Regions from separate parts of the Mus musculus genome. Here region 1 is linked to region 2. Evidence: chromatin contacts called from public HiChIP or PLAC-seq data. All regions are on one chromosome and are shown on one strand. The core of a region is the stretch at or near the end of the contact, and the rest is flanking DNA. Distances in the headings are between cores, read along the strand shown.

Region 1 (4,594 bases), core at 220-2,719, 340 kb after region 2:
ACAGAATTGTCGGACTGGGCTACAGAGGTGGCTCAGTGCTTAAGAGCACTGGCTGCTCTTGTAAAGAACGTAGATTCAGTTTCCAGCTCCTACACGGTGGCTCACAAACACCTGGAACTCCAGTTCCAGGGGAATCTGATGCCCTCTTCTGACACCCACAGGTACTGCATGCACAAATGGCATATAATACATGCAGAAACAAACAAACAAACAAAAAAAACAAACCCCAAAACCCCAAAACACTTATACACATAAAATTTTAAGAATTTTTAAGTGCTCCAGATTTTAGAGGTTTTCATTTCGGTTCTTTGCAAAAATGACCTGACTGTCCAGAAAGAGTCTGAATTCTGGAAGGCTCCCAAGTGTTTGAGACTCAAAATGTGTGTGCAGACTTGTTTGTGCTTGAATAACGGCTGGTTCCCGTGAATCCTGGCACCTAGAGCTTTGAGGCTGGCTTTGAACTCTAACTAATTAGAGGGATTCAAAGTCATGGTCCTCTTGCCTCAGCTTCCTGAGTTACTAGGATGACAGGCCACGGGTTTACTCACTGGTGGAAGGTTATTACAAATGTTAGATTATTATATTTTTTTAAAAGACAGCTGTAGAGAGACAGAAAGAAAGGCTTGGTCCAACCTTAGATGGGACCGTGCTTATTCACCGCAAAGAAGTAGATGGCCAGAATGCCTCCAGAGGAAGAAGTCACCCCTTATCCCATTGAAATGATTGCTGTAGTCTGCAAAGAAAGCTGGGAAATGTAGTCTTTCAGCAAGACAATGCCAAAAACACCCCGTTTATAAAAATCACAGTGTTTGAGAAACACAAGAAGACAGAAGTGTGTGGCTGGCCACACCTAGTGATGGGCATTATAGAGATGGGAGTGTCCCGCATACATCGTCAACTCTGTGTGACTTTGGACAGGTCACCTGACTTCTTTGAACCTCAGCTTTTCTCCCTCTCAACCCTTTCTCAAAATTCTGCCTAGCTGTCACAGCAAAGGACACATGCCCGCCCAGAGGAGAAGCTCGGATGCAGAAAGGAAGGCCAGGGGGTGGCTCAAGGGTCTCCCACCTGTCTTAGAGTTAGCCTTTATATACTGGGCTTGGTTCTTGAAGGATGTCGCCACTTTTTCCAGTTGATCCACGACTGCAGACCAGAAGGGAGGCCCTGTCAGGTCAGAAGGCCCACAGCTCCCCGGGCCTCTTCCCTACGCACCCAAGTACACACCCACTTTCCCCACGAAAGCGTTCATTGCATAGTCCCTGAAGAAAGGCCCCTCCATGCTCAACAGCAGGGCCTGCGCGCGCGCCTGCAGCCCTTCCAGATGGAAGCGCTTGGTGACGATGGCATCACGCAACTGCCTGAGCTCCAGTAGCACTGACTGGTCGCACTGCAGGCAGCCCCATGCCCCGGGGCCGCCCAGGCCACACAAAAGCACCAGGGCCAAGGCCAAAGGCATGGTGGGGACTTTGTGACCTCACAGGGGCGACCTCAGAACACTCCGAGTGTAGCTCTGGAATCCAGGTAGTTAACATATTTATTGAACACCTGTTGGGTGCTGTTCTAACCCCCATCCCCCACCCCCACCCCCTCCACCCCCACCCTGCCCTCCTCCAACCCCTAAAGCCTGGCTGAGAAAGACTGAAGTGTCCTGCCTTACTGTAGGCTAAATTTACTAATTCAACAGACTTTCTTGCTTTCCTTCTTCCTCACGTTTCTTTCTTTTTTCCTCTTTCTCTCTTACAACATCTTACTAATTTTCGAAGCCAGGTACGTCTTTAATCCCAGCACTCTGGAGGCAGAGACAGGCAGATCTCTGTTAGTTCTAGGCCAGCCTGGTCTATATTGAAAGGAAATAAAACTTGAGACCTGTGATTCATGTAATGTATGTCAAATAGCCCAAAGAGTTGTTTGTGAGCTTTGAAACCTGGGGCTGAGAACATAGCAGAACAGACCAGGACATGCCGGGACAGGCCCGTCCCCTCCCTATCTCCCACCCCTCTGACCTAAGTTAAATGTTAACAGGCTGCTGATGTTTAAATGGACCAATCATGTGAAACCGTGCCAATTCCTCCCCCAGCCCCACTCCTTTTCTATAAAAACCCCTAGCTTCCAAGCCTCGTGGTCGAATCCACTGTCTCCTGTGTGAGATACGTTTCGACCCGACGCTCCGCCATTAAAATACCTCGTGTTGTTACATCAAGGTGTTGTGTTCTGTTGGTGATTCTTGGGTGCACACAGAATCGGGAGTTGAGTGGGGGTTTCCCCACTAGGTTCTTTCAATATTAGTGAATGCTAGGACAGCCAGAGCTACATAATAAGACCTTGTCTTGGAATAGGTTTTTTTTTTTTTTTTTTTTTTGAGACAGGGTTTCTCTGTATAGCCCTGGCTGTCCTGGAACTCACTCTGTAGACCAGACTGGCCTCGAACTCAGAAATCTGCCTGTCTCCCGAGTGCTGGGATTAAAGGCGTGCGCCACCATGACTGGAAGAATAGTTTTTTAAAAAAATAATTTTTGAGAATTTCACAGACACATACAATGCATTTTGATCCTATTCATCGCCCCAAATACTCCCAGGTCCACACCCGGTTTCTCTTTCTCTTCTTCCTTTCTCCAGCCCTCCCTCTCCCTATTTCTCTTCTAAGAGTGTGTCACACAGCCCAGGCTGGCCTTGAACTTTATATTTATCGAAGGATGACATTGAACTCCCAATCCTCCGGTCTCAACCTCCTGATAGTGGTGATTATCTAATTGTAAGTCCAATTTTAAAAGTTCAAGGAGCCAGTGCGATGGCTCAGCAGGTCTTCAATGTTAGGCTAAGCAGAGAAAGGTCTGGGACAAGCTGTGCCACTAAGAGATCACACCACACAGTAGATCTAAGGCAAGAATGCTATTATGGGTGAGTGGGGGAGGGAAGGGATCTCTAGAAGTTGGACAGAGAGATTCAGACAGACTGACAGAGAGACAGAGAGACAGAGAGAGACAGAGACTGAGAGACAGAGAGACTGGGAAACAGAGAAGAGACACAGAGAGAGACATGATGCTGAGAGAGACCTTTCAAAGGGTGTGCACATCCCACTGAAACGTAAGCAGTAAGCAGCTTGTAGCAACAGAGGAGATGGGCTGCCCCTGGCAGAGGGGCAGGTGATGACTTAAGCTGCTGGAGCTGAGTGGCTAAAAGTCAGGCTGAGGGAGCCACCTGATTTACAACACTTAAGCATGAGGACCTGAGTTCGATTCCCAGGACCCACACTGTGGAAGGGCAGAATTGACTCTCCAATGTGATTCTCTGAACACACATTCACCATGGCACGTGCTCCTCCCCCAATAAACATGTAATTTAAAAAGTGCTTAGCACTGAGTGTGGTTAATAGCACCAGCTGGGAGCCTGACTCCTTTGCCTGCTTTTAGGACCTTAGGAGAGTGTCTAGTCTTATCAAAACGTGATATGCTAAGATTAGTTGATGTCCCTGGGAGGCTTGCCCTTTTCTGAAGGAAAACAGAGGAGGAGTGGATCTGTGGGAGAAGGGGTGGTGGTGTGGAGGACTGACAGAAGGGAGGGGAAACTGTAGTCTGGATGTAATATATGAGAGGATTAAAAAAAAGCAATAGATGTTCTTGCATAGGAATCTGAATTTGGTTCCCAGCACCACATGGCAGCTCTAGTTGCAGGGGTCTGATGCCCTCTTCTGGTTTTTCTGGGCACTACATCCATGTGCATCTACTCATAATTTTTTTAAAAAATATTTTTTTTGGTCTTTTTGAGACAAGGTTTCTCTGTATAGCCTTGGCTGTTCTGGAACTAGGTCTGTAGACCAGGCTGGCCTTGAACTCAGAGACCTGCTTGCCTCTGCCTCCCAAGTACTAGGATTTAAGGCATGTGTCACCACTGCCCAGTCTTAAAAATAATTTTTTTAAAAAAGTAGATTTAAATTCTGTGTTATAAAACTTGGTTTAGGACACTTGGAATATGTGAATCTACTTCAAGTGAGAATGTTACAAGTTTTCATGACAGTGCAGTGACATCCTGACATCCTGTCCTGAGAACACAGAGAACTGTTGACTCAAAGGCAACAAAGTAGCTATGACAATCCCTCTGCTGGCTACTGTGTGCACCTAATGATTGCAATAGCAATGTTTCGAACAGGACATATTTAAGTAATTCTGAGAACTAATGTTACATGTTTGAGTTTTAAAAACTACTCATTTTTGTTTTGTTTTGCTTTTTTTTTTTTTTTTTCGAGACAGGGTTTCTCTGTGTAGCCTTGGCTGTCCTGGAACTCACTCTGTAGACCAGGCTGGCCTCGAACTCAGAGACCCGCCTGCCTCTGCCTCCCAAATGCTGGGATTAAAGGTGTGTGCCACCACGCCCGGAAAACTACTCATTTTTATTTATACCTTCTTTCCTTCCTTCCTTCCTTCCTTCCTTCCTTCCTTCCTTCCTTCCTCCCTCCCTCCCTCCCTCTTTCTCTCTCTTTCGTTCTCTCTCTCTCCCTCTTTCTTTCTTTCTTTCTTTCTTTCTTTCTTTCTTTCTTTCTTGACATTGTTTCTCTGTGTACTTTTGGCTGTCCTGAAACTCACTCTGTAGACCAAGA
Region 2 (4,817 bases), core at 604-3,103:
ACCCTGGGGCACCTGTTTCTGTGGATGAGAGTACACATCCAGGTTCATGTCCATGTCCATCAGGGTGTCCTTTGAGGCACTTTTCTGGGCCATCTCTCTTACACCTCTGAAGGTCTTGTAGGTTTCTTTCTTTTTTTGTGTGTTTTTGTTTTGTTTTTTTATGAGACAGGGTTTCTCTGTGTAGCCCTGGCTGTCCTGGAACTCACTCTGTAGACCAGGCTGGCCTCGAACTCAGAAATCCCCATGCCTCTGCCTCCCAAATGCTGGGATTAAAGGCGTGTGTGCCAACACCTCCCGACTGTAGGTTTCTTTTTATTCGTTTCTTTTAAAGTTTTCTTTTATGTGCCTGGTGCCGTCAAAGATCAGAAGAGGGTGTCGGCTCCTCCAGGACTGGAGTTACAGATGGTTGTGAGCAGCCATGTGGGTGCTGGAATTGGAACCTGGGTCCTCAGCAAGTTCAGCAAGTGTTTTAACCGCTGACCCCCTTGTCTCCAACTATAATGTAGGTTTTATACTAACCACACTTTTTCTGTTTCCAGGACCGGGCTCATCATCCCCTTGAGTCCTCAGACGCCTCAATCTCCACCCTTGCCCCCAGGCCTTCCCACCTATGAGCAGGCTTTAGCAGCCTCCGGGGTGCACGACGCACCTCCGCCCCCTTACTCCAGGTATGAGGCGGGGCTTCTGCCTGGGTGGTGCCAGAGGGAGGGGGGGGGAGAGGCAACGCGTGGGAGGGGCGTGTCCCCAAGGGCAGGGCTTGGTGCTTAGGAAAACCTACATAGGGCGGAGCTTGCAGGGGAGGGCGGACCCTACGCAATTGTCTATAGGGGCGTGGATCAGCCTTGCAAGAGTGCAGCTTTTGAGGAAGGTGGGGCTTGTGCCTACAGGATTGAGGATTGGCTGAGGCACCAAGGGCGGGTCGGTGTAGGCTCGGTGGAGGGGGCGGCTGGGATGTTTGACTCTGCACTCCCAACCCCCATCCCCGATAGCCTCAGAAGGCCTCACTGAAGACCTGCTTGCAGCGCGGGCTCCCTGAACTGTGCCCCTGATTCATAGCGGATTCCGGAAGTCGCCAGCTTCTTCGACGACTGGGCTTCAGTGTGTCCGTGGGGGAGTCAGGGTCGTCGGACCCGAGGTCTACCATGACACACGTGTTTCCGCCGGGCACGCATACACGCACGTCCCTGACCATCCTGTTGCCGAGTTGGTGCCCCCGGCCCTCCAGTGACCCCCCCCCACACTTCGTCTGAGCAGTGGCCCTGCCTCAGAATGGGCAGACCTTTTAGGAAACTCGGATCAGACGTGACTCGGCTGTCACTCCACTGGTGCCGCGGGGCACGTACGCGCAGGGAACCAGGCCCTTGCACACGCCTGACTTCGTGTATTTCCCCAGTCGGGCACATGGGCGGTTTGTAATCCAGTATAAAGGTGGGGGGCGCATTTGCAATGTGCTGTAAGCGGGGTGTCACGCTTGTGTTGCACCCGGGTAAATGGAGTTGATCTGAGCTGCCCTCTGCTTAAAAACCCTTTGGGAAAGGAAGGGGGGATGGAAGAAATAAAAAATTGAAACAATGAGAAAAAAATAAAAATGCAAAAGAACTGAGCCCCCTTTCTGGGCGCATTTGCGCGCGGTGGAACTGAATCTCTGTGTACAGGCGCTGTGCCCTACACCCCCAGGCTCCGCTGGTGCGCTCGCGCTCACTCGCTTACCCCCCCCCCCCGCCTCCCAGGCTCCGCTAGTGCTCGCTCGCGCTCTCTCTCTCTCTTTTTTTTTTTTTTTTACATTTGCACGGGATTGTGGGAGGAAGCGGAGCGCAGCCAGACACCCCGCCGCCCGCCCCCCTTCCCCTCCCCCCTCCCCCTGCCGCCTTGTGCAAAGATGGCTGCACCGTGAGCGCAGAGGAGGAGGAGGTGGCGGCGGCGGAGGCGAAAGAGCGAGCACCCAGCGCCCGCACCCACTCCGGGGCCGTCCGGGACGCCCCCTCCGGAGCGCGCGTCCCCTTCTCTCTTGCAAGCGCCGGGGCAAAGGCGGAGACAGCGGGGTCCCTCCTCCCCCCTTTCCCTCCTCCAGGGGGAACCCCCCCTCCTTGGCTCAGCGGCTGCACCCCTCCTTTGCCCGCCCCTCCGTCCCTGCCCCCTCCCTCCCCCGCCCGGGGCCTTCCCGGGCCTTCGGTGGCCGCAAAGAAAAAAAAAGAGAAAGGGAGGAAAAAAAGCAGCGGAGGGAGCGGCGGCGGAGGAGAGCGCGCGCGCTCCCCCTCCTTTCCCCCTCCCTCCCCCTCCCCCCAATTTCCACCGCGGCCAATTCATGGACAGGAACTACCCCAGCGCCGGCTTCGGGGACCCGCTCGGCGCCGGGGCGGGATGGAGTTACGAGAGGTCAGCGAAAGCTAGGTAAGGAGCTGAGGGGGACCTAGAGAAATGGGCCAAGAGGTGGGGGGATTCCTGCCTGGCCTGGGCCTGGGGCCCGCTCGGCAACGCGTGCATCGCCAACTCCCCCTCCGATTTTTGCAAGGGAGCGGCCTTCTTTGGGTTTGTAACAACGCCGCCGCCCCAGTTTGCAAATTGCAAACTCCGCCAAAGCCAGCTCCTGCTTGCAAAAGAGAGAAACGAAGCAGGCAAGGCGCAAAAACAAATTCGAACCGGGAAGGCCTTGGGAAGATGGGAAGGGTTGGCGAAGCAAGGCCTGGACTTGCCCCCCATCTTTGGATTCCCGGCGTGCTGACCCCTCCCCCCGGGCGCCCCTGGCTCTGCAACTGCAAAGGTGGGAGGAAAAGAGAATCAGCTCGCAGACCTGGGGGGCTGCACCCCCTCCCAGGTCCTATTGTTCCGGGGCTGCAGGAGGCCGGGCCACTCGGTCCCTCCCCCCTCCAAGAAATTCCCCGCGCAGAGTGGGCAAGGGGCCCCGCCCCCTTCTTAAACTAGAATTCTGTGTGTTTGGGGGGGTCCTGAGATTAGGGACACGCCCCCTTCTGCTCCCCACCTTGCTCAAAGCTGTGAATCCTGGTTGATGGCGCGCTGTTTGCCCTCTGGTGCAAGGCCACGGATTTGGGCCCTTTCTGGAACAGAGTCGTGTCTCTTCCCCGTTTGTGTTTGTGTGTGTGAGCGTGGGCCCTGTGCACGCGTGGCTAGCCGCGTGTTCACCCGTGAACCTGCCTCTTGTAGTTTAATCTGTGTCCTCACTCTTCACCTGCCCTTCACCCTCCTCCCCCTCCACACTTAGCTTTCCCCAGCGTGTATAAATTTTTAGAGTGGGACTTCACACTCGGGACCTTTTCTTTTGCACGGGTGAATTGAACTCCTGTTTGTACACGCATCTGGCTTCACTTAGGCCGGTGCATTTGAACCTCAGCCCCTAGGGATGCAACGAATTCGTGTCAGGACTTGTACCTGGGACTTTCCCTGTGTCCTGTCCCCTCCCCACCTTCTCCCCTTGCCATTTGGGACACAAGCTACCTCCTGCTCCTGGCCTGGCTGGATTCCTTTCCTAATTCAGGGTCCGTGTCGTTTCAGCGGGTCTTGGGTTGTCCGTGCGTCCTTGCAGTGTTGGACCTTTCGTTCTGTTGTGGCATGGGAGGACTTCAAGGGAGGACCACACCTTTCACGTTGACTATTTGCTTCCCCTGACTTTCTCCGTCCCCAGTGTGTCCTCGCATGCCCGTGTTTGCAAACGTGGGACTCTTAAGTGCTCCAGAATGACATTTTTTAACCCCCTCCCCCGCCATGGGATGACTGGATTCCCTAGTGTTATCTCTGGGTTCTTTGGAGTAACACCTCCATTCAGTTGAGAAGCCCCTCCTAGCCCCCTTCCCAGAGGATAGCTTGAGAGAATACTCTGACATCTCTCTCTTGCTCCCAGCTTGGTCTACGGCAGCTCCCGGACTTCCCACCCAGAAACCGACATCTTGCATCGCCAGGCCTATGCGGCCCCCCACCCACTACAAAGCTATGCCACCAACCACCACCCTGCAGGTATGGGCTCCCATCCTGGAGGGCTGGGGCAAGTCTGCCCTTTAAGATATCTGATTGGTTGCTGAAAGTTCCGCCCCTGCTAATTGGCCTTGCTCTGGGTCCTGGACCTCTTTTTGCCACTTCTCCTCTGATTGGTTGCCTCTGAGGCCTTATCTCACGCCGGATTTGTCAGGCCCGTCATGGCTCCGCCCCTCTGCCTCCTATTGGCTGTTACCCATCAGGGCCCCCCCCCCCAAATCCCACCTTCTCTTCCAGGCTTTTCCTTTCCCTCCAGCCCACCCCTAGTCTTTTCTTTCCCCGTGGGATTCTCTTGGCTGGTCGTCTCCTTTTTCTTTCCTATTGACTCCAGTTATTTAGCCCTCCCCCTTTTGCTTAGAGTAACCTCATCCCCCACCTTGTCCTTGCTGCCCACACCTCTGAATTTTAAATCGGTGCAGTCTGCCCAGGCTGCCCTTGTTGTCCCCTTCCCTGTTTTCTGACTCTTGCCCTTTTTTTTCCCCTTCCTCTTTTGAATTTTCTTTGGTACTTCTGAGGTGCTGGAAATCCCACCCTGAGCCTTCTATAGCCTCATAGCCTCACACCCCCCCCCCCCCCGCCCATTCCTTTCTTTCTTTATTTTAATAAGTGCGATAGGCTCTCTTGGAGTTACTCAGATTGTCTCTGAAGGTCTGATCCTCCTGCCTCAGCCTCCTGAAAACTGCGTTGACGGGCACTGCGTCCATTTGCTTGCCTTTGGCTCCTCCCTCCAGTCCTCCTCTGAACTGAACCTGGTTTAGTGCTTTTCCCATCCGTCTGTCTCACCCCAGCCACTACCCTCTTCTTGGCTGATTCGTTCACTTATCCATTGT

The links. HiChIP or PLAC-seq counts read pairs in DNA pulled down with a chosen protein or histone mark.
Region 1: a contact with region 2 is called in a CTCF HiChIP or PLAC-seq map of embryonic stem cells, with 2.7 times the contacts expected there. The contact joins the promoter of Izumo2 here to the promoter of Prr12 in region 2. A contact is called at or near these places in 1 of 39 promoter capture datasets (stem cell-derived epiblast-like cells), 1 of 15 datasets of contacts at CTCF or cohesin (embryonic stem cells), 1 of 484 Hi-C or Micro-C datasets (embryonic stem cells) and 3 of 115 datasets of contacts at active chromatin or transcription factors (embryonic stem cells and pancreatic cancer cells).

What each region holds. Positions count from the first base shown.
Region 1 is chr7:44,705,605-44,710,198 of GRCm38.p6, reverse strand. Izumo2 (IZUMO family member 2) reads right to left here and starts at 1,469. Exons shown (of 7, transcript NM_001368390.1): 1 at 1,225-1,469; 2 at 1,069-1,143. The coding sequence starts at 1,456.
Region 2 is chr7:45,050,370-45,055,186 of GRCm38.p6, reverse strand. Prr12 (proline rich 12) reads left to right here and starts at 1,853. Exons shown (of 14, transcript NM_175022.3): 1 at 1,853-2,391; 2 at 3,857-3,969. The coding sequence starts at 2,306. It overlaps Prrg2 (proline-rich Gla (G-carboxyglutamic acid) polypeptide 2), which reads left to right. Exons shown (of 7, transcript NM_022999.1): 6 at 540-668; 7 at 990-1,583. The coding sequence ends at 1,008.